Regions from separate parts of the Gossypium hirsutum genome. Here region 1 is linked to region 2. The links are chromatin contacts, called in public Hi-C maps. All regions are on one chromosome and are shown on one strand. Each heading gives the region's core, a stretch centred on a gene start, on an enhancer-like site or on the middle of the called end of the contact. The rest is flanking DNA. Distances are from core to core; before and after follow the strand shown. Region 1 holds the start of LOC107948568 (histone-lysine N-methyltransferase, H3 lysine-9 specific SUVH4). Region 2 holds the start of LOC107948613.

The links. Hi-C and Micro-C count contacts between places; a contact is called where the count stands out from the background.
Region 1: a Hi-C map of leaf shows a contact between it and region 2, with 1.7 times the contacts expected there. The contact joins the promoter of LOC107948568 here to the promoter of LOC107948613 in region 2. A contact is called at or near these places in 2 of 34 Hi-C or Micro-C datasets (leaf and seedling).

The regions. Positions count from the first base shown.
Region 1 is chrD04:15,000,122-15,004,817 of Gossypium_hirsutum_v2.1, forward strand. It overlaps LOC107948568 (histone-lysine N-methyltransferase, H3 lysine-9 specific SUVH4), which reads left to right and starts at 1,664. Exons shown (of 15, transcript XM_016883168.2): 1 at 1,664-2,565; 2 at 2,722-2,790; 3 at 2,987-3,055; 4 at 3,556-3,610; 5 at 3,748-3,857; 6 at 4,504-4,680. The coding sequence starts at 2,077.
Region 2 is chrD04:14,809,648-14,814,635 of Gossypium_hirsutum_v2.1, forward strand. LOC107948613 reads left to right here and starts at 2,122. Exons shown (of 4, transcript XM_016883233.2): 1 at 2,122-2,330; 2 at 2,576-2,672; 3 at 2,844-2,898; 4 at 2,990-3,358. The coding sequence starts at 2,217. The coding sequence ends at 3,203. It overlaps LOC107948602 (DNA replication ATP-dependent helicase/nuclease JHS1), which reads left to right. Exons shown (of 34, transcript XM_041092029.1): 28 at 38-130; 29 at 217-354; 30 at 514-553; 31 at 636-709; 32 at 827-961; 33 at 1,074-1,193; 34 at 1,290-1,626. The coding sequence ends at 1,457. LOC107948609 (ribose-phosphate pyrophosphokinase 1) reads right to left here. Exons shown (of 8, transcript XM_041092031.1): 8 at 4,850-4,988.

The DNA of each region.
Region 1 (4,696 bases), core at 414-2,913, 190 kb after region 2:
CAGAAAGATCCCGACTCCATCAAGAAAATTTTGGTGATGTATTTCTTCCTTTTGCTTAAGTGGCATGTACTAGGTGATTGAACACGAGTTGTATATATATAAATATATATATGCTAAATGATCTTGGTTGTGGGTAAATAGTTATATTCTTTTGAATGATAAATAAAATAGTGAATCAATTTATTAAGTATGATTAGTAGCGTTTTAAAGTATAAAATTATTGATTGAAATATTGGTATTGGGTTGTTTTTGGTTTTAAGTTTGCAGGGGGTTTTAAGTAAAAATAAGCAAAAATACTGTCGAAATTTTTAAAATAAAAAAGAAGCCAATTAGCATAAATTTATATGAATTTATGATTCTTTTATATATGTTCGTTATTTATTTAAGAATTATTTGTAACTTGTTTGATATGTCCGGTAATCCTCGTAACCTTGTTCCGGTGACAGTTTGGGTTAGGGGATGTTATAGCACGATTTGCCAGACTAAAGTTCTAGCCCCTTACACTAGCTCTTTGAAACAAGAAATGAATTCCATGTAGAACCAAATGAATATAAATTGATGGAAATGATGAAAGTGGAGAAATGAATTTGTTTTTTCACTGAGTATAGAAATGACTTGAGAATTAATTTAAAGTTTTTGAATTGTTATTTAGTTAATTAAATAATTGAAATTCTAAAACTAAATTAAATTAAATAGTCATTGTGAATTCGTTGTATATGAAAATTAAATATATTTCCTTACAGATTCTTTTACAGTAAAGTTGTCATGACTTTAATGACATTAGAATTGAGTTGAAAAAATTATGTAATTGAAAATTTATTTTATCTAATTAAATAAATAATATTTATTTTGAAAAAATAATATATTGAGTGAGATTAAATTATAAAGTGTTGGGGTTAAAATTTTAGAAAACACATATAATTAAACCAAATATAAGATGAGATAGGTGACAATCCTAGTAGTTTAACAAGGGTGTGCCACCCACCTCATTCTATATAGTAGAATATTGTTTTCTATTAAATAAATATTATTTGTGTTTTACCAATTCAACTAAGATTCTTCTATCACTCTCCATAATTAGATCACACTATTAGAGCTATTTACATAAGATTCATATATTGTATTTTACCAAAAAGTAGTGTGAATTTATTTTTTGAAGAATAAATTTTATTTTTTGGAATTACAATTTTACCGGTTTCTATTGAGAGAGAATTACTTTCCTACAGAAAGTAATAAATCATTTCTAGTTTTATTTTTATTCGTGATTGTTCAAGCTCACACTAGAAGCAATTCGTATTATGAGAATAACGGAAAAAATCATTCGGTTGGAAGTTAGGAATGTCTAGGATTTGTCTCGCACAAAGGAAAAATACTTTTCGGGAAAAAATTATTACTTTAAATATTACAAGCTGACTCGATTTTCAAAATTTTAATTTTTCATTATAGAAAACCGTTTCCTAGACCATATTTTTTCAACAAAAAATGCAAATTAAAATTGAGATAAATGTATTTATTTTTCATATGTTTCCATACTTGTTGAATTTTCATTTCCATAATAGAAAAGATGTAGAAGATTAAATTTGAGAAAAATATGTCTTTTTTTATAGAAAAAAGTTTGAAAAAAATTAAATCTATTAAACCTTACAAATCGGAATACCTGAGAGACACCCAGCGTAGTTGTAGGAAAATGTACAATATGCATGTAGTGTATCCCCACAAACTTTTATATTTTCTTGTTTTCCTATTACATAGCAAAAATGTATGTAAAAGTTAAAAAAAATAAAAACCTGCATCTTCCCTCCTCTGTCTCTCACTGTCTCTCTTTAATTTTTAATTTCGAATTTAGTCATCCAATGAGTTAAGGATTCCCTGCTGTGCTGTGGCTGTGGCTGTGGCGCTGTGAGTTTGTGCTTTCCCTCATCCATCCATCCATCCATCCATCCTCGCTCCTTACTGTCAAATCTTTGTTTCTTAGCCTTTTCCTCTTCTAACCCTAACTTTCCCCTCTCTCTTCTCTTCTACATTCCTTCTTTCATTTCATCATAGCATCGCATTCTTCCGTTTTAGATTTTCGATATGGTGGTTCAATCGCCGCATTCGCTCCAGAGTTCTGTCCCTACGCCTAATAACGGAACCAAAAGGGTCCAGATTCTGGTAAAAGAGAATGGTTCGGCTGTCACGGACAACGTCGCCGGACAACGGAGAGCCAGTGCCAGATTACAAGCCGCCAAACAGAAAGCTGAGATGGAGCTTTTGGCAAAGCGGAAACTGGAGCTTCTGAATGAAGATGTTGGACGTAGCACCAAAAAAGTTAATGTGGATGCTGAAAAGCTAAAGCCAAAGCTACAACCTGCTCAAACCGTGATCCAACAGCTTCCTGAGATTTCATCACTCCCTGCTGACCCTAAAATCAACAAGAAAGTGGCGAAAATGGTGGAACGAGCGGCCAAAATTGCAGAGGGGCTTGACGGTACCAATGCTCCCAATGTTGCCGAGAAAAGTGCACATATGAAGGTCAAGGAGACTATAAGGCTGTTCAACAAGCACTATCTTCACTTTGTTCAGGTCTGTCTCTATTTCTACTGATTTTTCGGTCTTCATGTCAGTTGAAACTTCACTACTCTGGTTTCGTTATATAATGTTTTGCACTGCATCCTGTTCATCATTTGAGATCGGTTAAGCAGATTTTATTCTTATACAATCTTTTCTAGTTCTTCATAGGAAGAGGAAAAGAGGTGCGGAGCAGCTAAAGTTGACAAGAAAGCCCTCAAGGCCAAGAAGAAGGCCAATGTAAGTTATTCTTGTCTTTGTTTTCAGTTGTACGGCTCATGATACTCAAGCTTTACGTTTGTGTATCTTTGTGATAACTTTTCTGACGTTGTTGCCTCTTCTACCTGTGACAATGGTGAAACATGGATTCTTTTTTTCTCTTTCAGTCATGCAATGTACTTCTTAATTTCATTGTTAATGTACAAACTATTTGCAGAGAGGAAGTGTTTCTGAGGCTGATGTTAAGGCCAAAGCTAAGCGACCTGACTTAAAGGCAATATCGAAGGCAAGTGAATGAAAATGTGCCGCATGTTCTTTTCAGTGTCTCAGACTTGTGCTTTTTGTCTATTTGGTTATTCTGTTTAAGAATTCATCATAGCTTTCATTTTCAGTTGTTCAAGGGTAAATTTATAAACTACCCACTTTCATCTTTTCTCCTCTAGTTTGTTGATTCAAATCATATTGGTGAGATGGGGTCATATGCTATGCTTCATTTGATGAAAAGCTGTCATAGCTCCTTATAAGAATAACATATTAATAATTCTTTTTATATTTTTCTCCCTTGAAATATCAATATGTATTTATTGGCTGTTTGGGTGAACTATGTTGAACTGTTCTGATGATTATGAATTTATGGTAACTCTGTAAAACATTCTCGATTCCATTTCTTATTCTTATTCTTATTCTTATATTTCTTTTTCTTTAAGTATGGTATTATGGTGTTAAATTAATACTGATTTTGATGTTACATGCCCTAATATTTTCTCAAAATTAAAACATTTGCAGATGATGGAGAGAAATGAGGTGCTTTATCCTGAGAAAAGGATAGGTAGCATTCCAGGTTGGTTGTGAGAGCTTATCCCAGTTGTGTTGTTTCATGCTGGTGTTAGTTGGCTAACGTGTGCTCTAATGGGCATTCCAGATCTTGTTTCATGAGTTTAAGAAATTATCCTCTAAGAAGTATTTAATGTATGGCAGGCATTGATGTTGGTCATCGGTTTTATTCTCGTGCTGAAATGGTTGCGGTTGGTTTTCATAGCCACTGGTTGAATGGTATTGATTATATGGGACAGTCCTACAAGAAAGGGGTAATACATTCAATTTTTTCCTGTGAATGGGTTTTAGTGATGTCTGCACTTTTTTAAAAGCTTTTTATTTATTTTTTCAATGGATGGCTCTTTGATTTAAAGATGCTCTATAACTGCATTATCATACCCTTTCTACCTTGTGCACTGCAAGTGTACTCTCAAGCCTGCCCAAAAATTGGATAGAATCCAGGTTGTGTAGGGGGTTTCCGCTGTTACTTTTGCTGTCATCAAGTGCTGATGGCTACCATTAAGAGCTGTTGTTGAGTAAAATATCCCTTAAGAGAAACATGTATGAACATGACTTGACATCTGAAAATATGGTCGCCTCTTGCCCCTCTTTTTCCTTTCGTACCAGTTCAAGGCTTTCAGTTTCCATCTTCGCTAGAATCATGTTTTATTAACACTGTAATTACCTTGCTTATTTTTTTTGTTTCCTTATTTATTTCTATTTAGACATTCTAGACAGCTTTCACTTTTCTGAATGAACTCTTTGGTGCATGCTCTTTAGGAGTCATTCGTTTGGATGTTTTCAATTGAGTGGGTTCTTTTGTTTTTGTTTGTCAAAGAATGAAACCATCGTGTCAATAACATTTACGGCACAACCAGCTCTGTTATGTTTTACATTTTTGTGGTTGGAAAACTGCAGGAGTATGAACACTATATATTCCCGCTTGCAGTAGCTATAGTTTTATCTGGCATGTATGAGGATGATTTAGATAATGCTGAAGATGTTGTTTACACTGGACAAGGAGGACATGACCTAACTGGTAATAAACGACAAATTCGAGATCAAGTTTTGGAACGTGGTAATCTGGCACTGAAGGTATGAATTTTAAGTT
Region 2 (4,988 bases), core at 872-3,371:
GAAGCTCTTTCACAGTGTAATGCCTATTGATTTCCAGAGTACAGAGGCTCGAGAAAAAGGAATGGGAATAAGTTTGTTCTGTAGGCTATCAGAAGCACATTCACATGCAATTGCACCATTGCAAAGCCAGGTTACCCCTTGAGATAATTAAAATTTTGTATCTCAATTCTTTGATATTTTATTATTGTCTGAATTTATTAATTCTTTTTCCTATAGTACCGAATGTGTCAAAGTATTATGGAACTGTCAAATGCCTTGATATACGGTGATCGATTGCATTGTGGTTCTCCTGAAATAGCTAATGCAAAACTCAAGTTCACAAAACCAATCGCTTGTTCATCATGGCTAAAAATTGTAAGAGTGGTTTCTAATTTCCTTGTTTATAACCTGTATTTGTTTTTATTTTTTTGAATCCTATGTGGTTTGTGCTAAGATTGCTGTTATCATCAAAATTCAACATTTTTGTGCTACTTAAAAATAGCATTTTCCTCTTACATTTCCTTATGGATGCAGGTTCTAAATCCAAGCAAGCCAGTCATTTTTGTTAATACAGGTTTGATAGTTATTTAATTTTACTTGGGATCTGTTGAATACTTGTATGTCTGAACCCTTACCAGAGTGTTTTCCATGTTTAGATATGTTGCCTGCTTTAGAGGCTAGAGACCAGAAAACTGTGAATAATCCAATGGAAGCTTATATAATTGCAGAGGTAGGATCCAAATTTGACTAAAATATTTGCCCGGAAATTATTCTTTTGTTGTTAATGTGACCGACCAGAATGCAACTTGATGCATGGGATGGCATGACATTTACTCGTTTCATGTAGATAACAGATGGATTAGTCAACAATGGAATTGAAGGCAAAGATATTGGCATCATTACACCTTATAACTCACAGGCAAGTTTCATCAGACATGCTTGCAAAGCATCCGTGGAGACGCATACTATTGACAGATACCAGGTTGGGCTGAAGTTTAGCAAGCCTTTATTATCTTGTCTTGTTGTGTCTTGGGTGCTATTATTAATTCTTCATATTAATGAGCATGTGTGTTTCAATTACCATTATTGTCCAGGGGAGAGACAAGGACTGCATATTAGTATCCTTTGTTAGGTCCAATGAGAATCCTAGAAGCTGCAGTGCTTCACTGCTTGCAGATTGGCATAGGATTAATGTTGCTCTTACACGACCCAAGGTATTATAGTTGTTAAAAATTCATCTTAGTTGCAAAGCAAACATTTAGTCTCTAAAATAAAATAGTATGGTTTATGATGGATTGTTGATTGTACAGAAGAAGTTGATAATGGTGGGGTCATGGGGAACCCTGTCAAAGGTTCCAATGCTTAAGCTTCTTATTGACAAAATTGATGAGCAATCTGGTATTTTGAGTTTGTCCAACGATGATTTCAACCACCAAACTTGGGCGCTTCAGAGATGCTCTTGGTCGCAGATCAGATAGTTAAGATTTTTGCCCTCTTGCATTTGCAAAACCAGGCATTTTGTTCATTAGTTTATTTTTATAAATTCAATTATTATTTTTATCTTTTAAAATATAAATATGAAAGCATGGCTTTTCCCTTCTCTTTTTGCACTAATACTCAAGAGGATATGAATTCATTCAAAAATGATTTAGATGGTTTCGGCTCACTAGCAAGGATGAGACTTTGAAGTCTTAGGTTAAAAAAATGGTTAATTTGGTTCAAGAGGTGGTAAATATGTAATAAATGAAATTAATTACTAAAAAGTGCTTGCAAAGAAGATTGATACAAGGTCGTGTGTATTGTTGGAAATAATCATATAAATTTTACATTGAGGATGAAAAAGAATGGTGAATTGATGTTCAACAATTACCATTTTTATCTTTTTTCTTAAAACATTTTCATAGATTTAGTTTAGTGTACATTCACCTTTAAAAATTTGTATTTTTAATTTAAAACTGAAGTGAGATTGTCAAAGAATCACCATTATACATTTTCTCTTCCTTTTTTGAAGTGTGCAAAAACATATACGACACGTCAGTTGACAGAATTAATGGGAAAACGTATCTTAAAACACTCAACATACACATTTCAAAGAGTAGTCAAATTATAATTAAGGGAGTAAATCTAACAAAAATGTATAGTACAGGGGCTTTTTTAAAATTTGACCTATAAATAAAAGCTAAAAGGATTTAAAACTCAGTTCAAGTAAGGGGAAAAATAATCTGACTTGAATATCGATGGCAGTGGCGTCAACAGCGAGCCTGCTCATAGCCCTCCAATCGGAGCGTCGGAAATCCAACGGTGCTCTTCCTCTCGTACTCCCTAAACCCACTTGGGTTGTCAGAACTGAGGTCAAACTTTTTTTTTATCTAAGTTTTAATTCACTGTCAAATTTCCTATTTCTCGTAGACTGACCTTTTGATGTTTTTATCAAGTATTGTTCTTGTTGCTATGTTTGTTTTAATTTTAGGTTAACGTTTCTGCTGATATTCTTTGTAATCATGTCCATGGTTAGATTCTATTGTTTATGATGCTGAAATTAATACACCTAATCAATTGCTGAGTTTCTGAAAATAATGTTGATATATAATTGCAGTCAAATGCTGGGCGAAAGAGGATGAGGAAGCCTGATCCACCGTGCGTTGTCTGCAAGGGGAGCGGCAGAGTTGATTGTCATTATTGTTATGGAAGAGGTCTTTCTCTCTCCTTTTATGTAATAATAATAATAATAAGAATCCTTGTTCGCCTTTTTAATTGACTGCTTTCTATGCTCTTTTAGCTCTATTACTTCGACCACCATATTTATATGCATCTCTTTTGTGATATCATATGATGCATTCCCTATTTCTGCTAAAAACTTGTAGGAAGGACAAACCAAGTTCATCTAGAGATGCTTCCCAAGGGAGAATGGCCAAAATGGTGAGGTATCAATATACATGTTAATATATAAGCTGCATACGGAGTGGTGGTAGGCAAAGGTGAACTTGTGTTGTGATTACTACTGGTGCAGGTGCAGGAGTTGTGGTGGCAGTGGCCTTAGCTACTGCTCTCGATGCCTTGGAACTGGGGAATACAGGTATATAATGGGTTTCCATTTCATGAAGACAGATGATGATGGCACCCAACACAAGAAGTATCAGATTGAAGGTGACTGTGATTCACAGGGTGCAGCCGACCGACTGCTGCGTGGAGAGCAGAGCGATGATTCAGGTAATGAGATATGAAGGAAGCATGTATTTGCACTACTATCCATACCAACTTTGTAACTCGACTGCTCTTTCGGCTATGCTATAGTCATAATTTAGACAAGTGACAACTTTGATTATTATTACCCACAATTACTCATAATATATAGTAACCCTATGGGTTTCTTTTTTCACTTTTGTATTACGGATAATGTCTTATAATGAGATAAGTTTTTAATATTTTCACTTATTTATAACTTTTAAGCTCTTAATATTTTTTATGTTTTCCCTTTAAAACTCAATATCAATGCTTAATGTTATTTTTTAAAAATATTTTCACATTAAGGTTTTTTATAATTAAACCATTTATATTTTTTTATAATTAAGATTATTTATAATTTTTTATATTTTCATTTTCAATCTTTGACGCATAATCACTTTTAATATTAATATTAAAATAAGGTATAACCCGCCATTCATTATTTTACAAACTCAAATTAAAAACGCTTTCTTTCTTTCTTTATTTTTATTTTTAATTATTTTAATTTCTTTTTCTATAAACATGTTTTATAAAATCAATTTATTTTTTTATTTTACGTAATTACTTTTAATAAACAATTTTAATTTTTTTTTCAAAATCAGGTTTAAATTGTTTTCTTAATTTTTTTCCCTAAAACATAATTCTAAAATAGTTTTTTAAAATTAATAATACATTAAATGTTTTTTCAATAATTAAAAATAGTTTTAAAAAATATTTTTTAAATTTCTATACAAAATTAAATACTTTTCAAAAACTTAATATTATCAATCTTTATTTCTAACTAAAATATTTGATAATCTGTGCATGGGAAGAAACTAGAGGTGTTCATCGCCCCGCCCGACGGCCCGCCCGAAATATGAGAGGGTTCGGATAAAAATATAGGCCCGAAATATGGGTTTAGGCAAAAAATGAGGCCCCTTTAGAAAACGGGCCGGGCCTCGGGCACCACTTTTTTAACCCGGGCCCGACCTGGCCCAAATATAATAAATATTTTTTTTTTATTTTTTTTATTTTAAAATATTTTTAAAACACTTTTTTATTTTTTTATTTTAAAAATAAATTTTTGGTGTTTATTAAAAAATGGGCCGAGCTCGGGCTTAGGAATTTTTCTCGGGCTGAATTTGGATAAAATTTCAGGCCCATATTTATGGCCGGGTCAAAAAAGTTTTCTGGGCCCAGCCCGAACCCGAGTTTTACCCACAACAATCTTCAACTTTCTCACCAAAAAATCGCTACTAACTTTTGTTTTTGGAGATTTACATTGTTGAAAGATATATATGTTTTTGATAAATATTGAAGGAGAACCTTTTTGTTATGAACGCTTTTTTTATTTATTTTCCTTGTTAAGGCTGTCGAGATTATATCCCAAACCGAAAAAGAATAAGTAGAATTTTTTAGATTTAGATTTTTAATATTTTCTCTTTCTATCATTTTTAAGTACATTTAAAGAATATTAACTAAATTGATAAAAATTGTAAACTAAAAGAGTTATTTTATCTTTTTATAATCTTAACATCAGTGACTTTTATAATTTGGTGTTCCTTCCCTATGTAAGAATAAATTGATCTAAGGCCTTTTCTTATTTATCAAAAAAATAACAAAATTAAAAAGATTAAAAAAAAAGAAAAAAAAAAGCAAGAACCTCTTACATATTTAACCCATATATTTGATGGAAAAAAAATACAACCATACACAGAATACATATAACCCAAAGAAGAGAAGAAAAAAATAATAGCATTCAATTGTTGCATTACATTCATTCAACAAACTTTTGTGAATAAAAG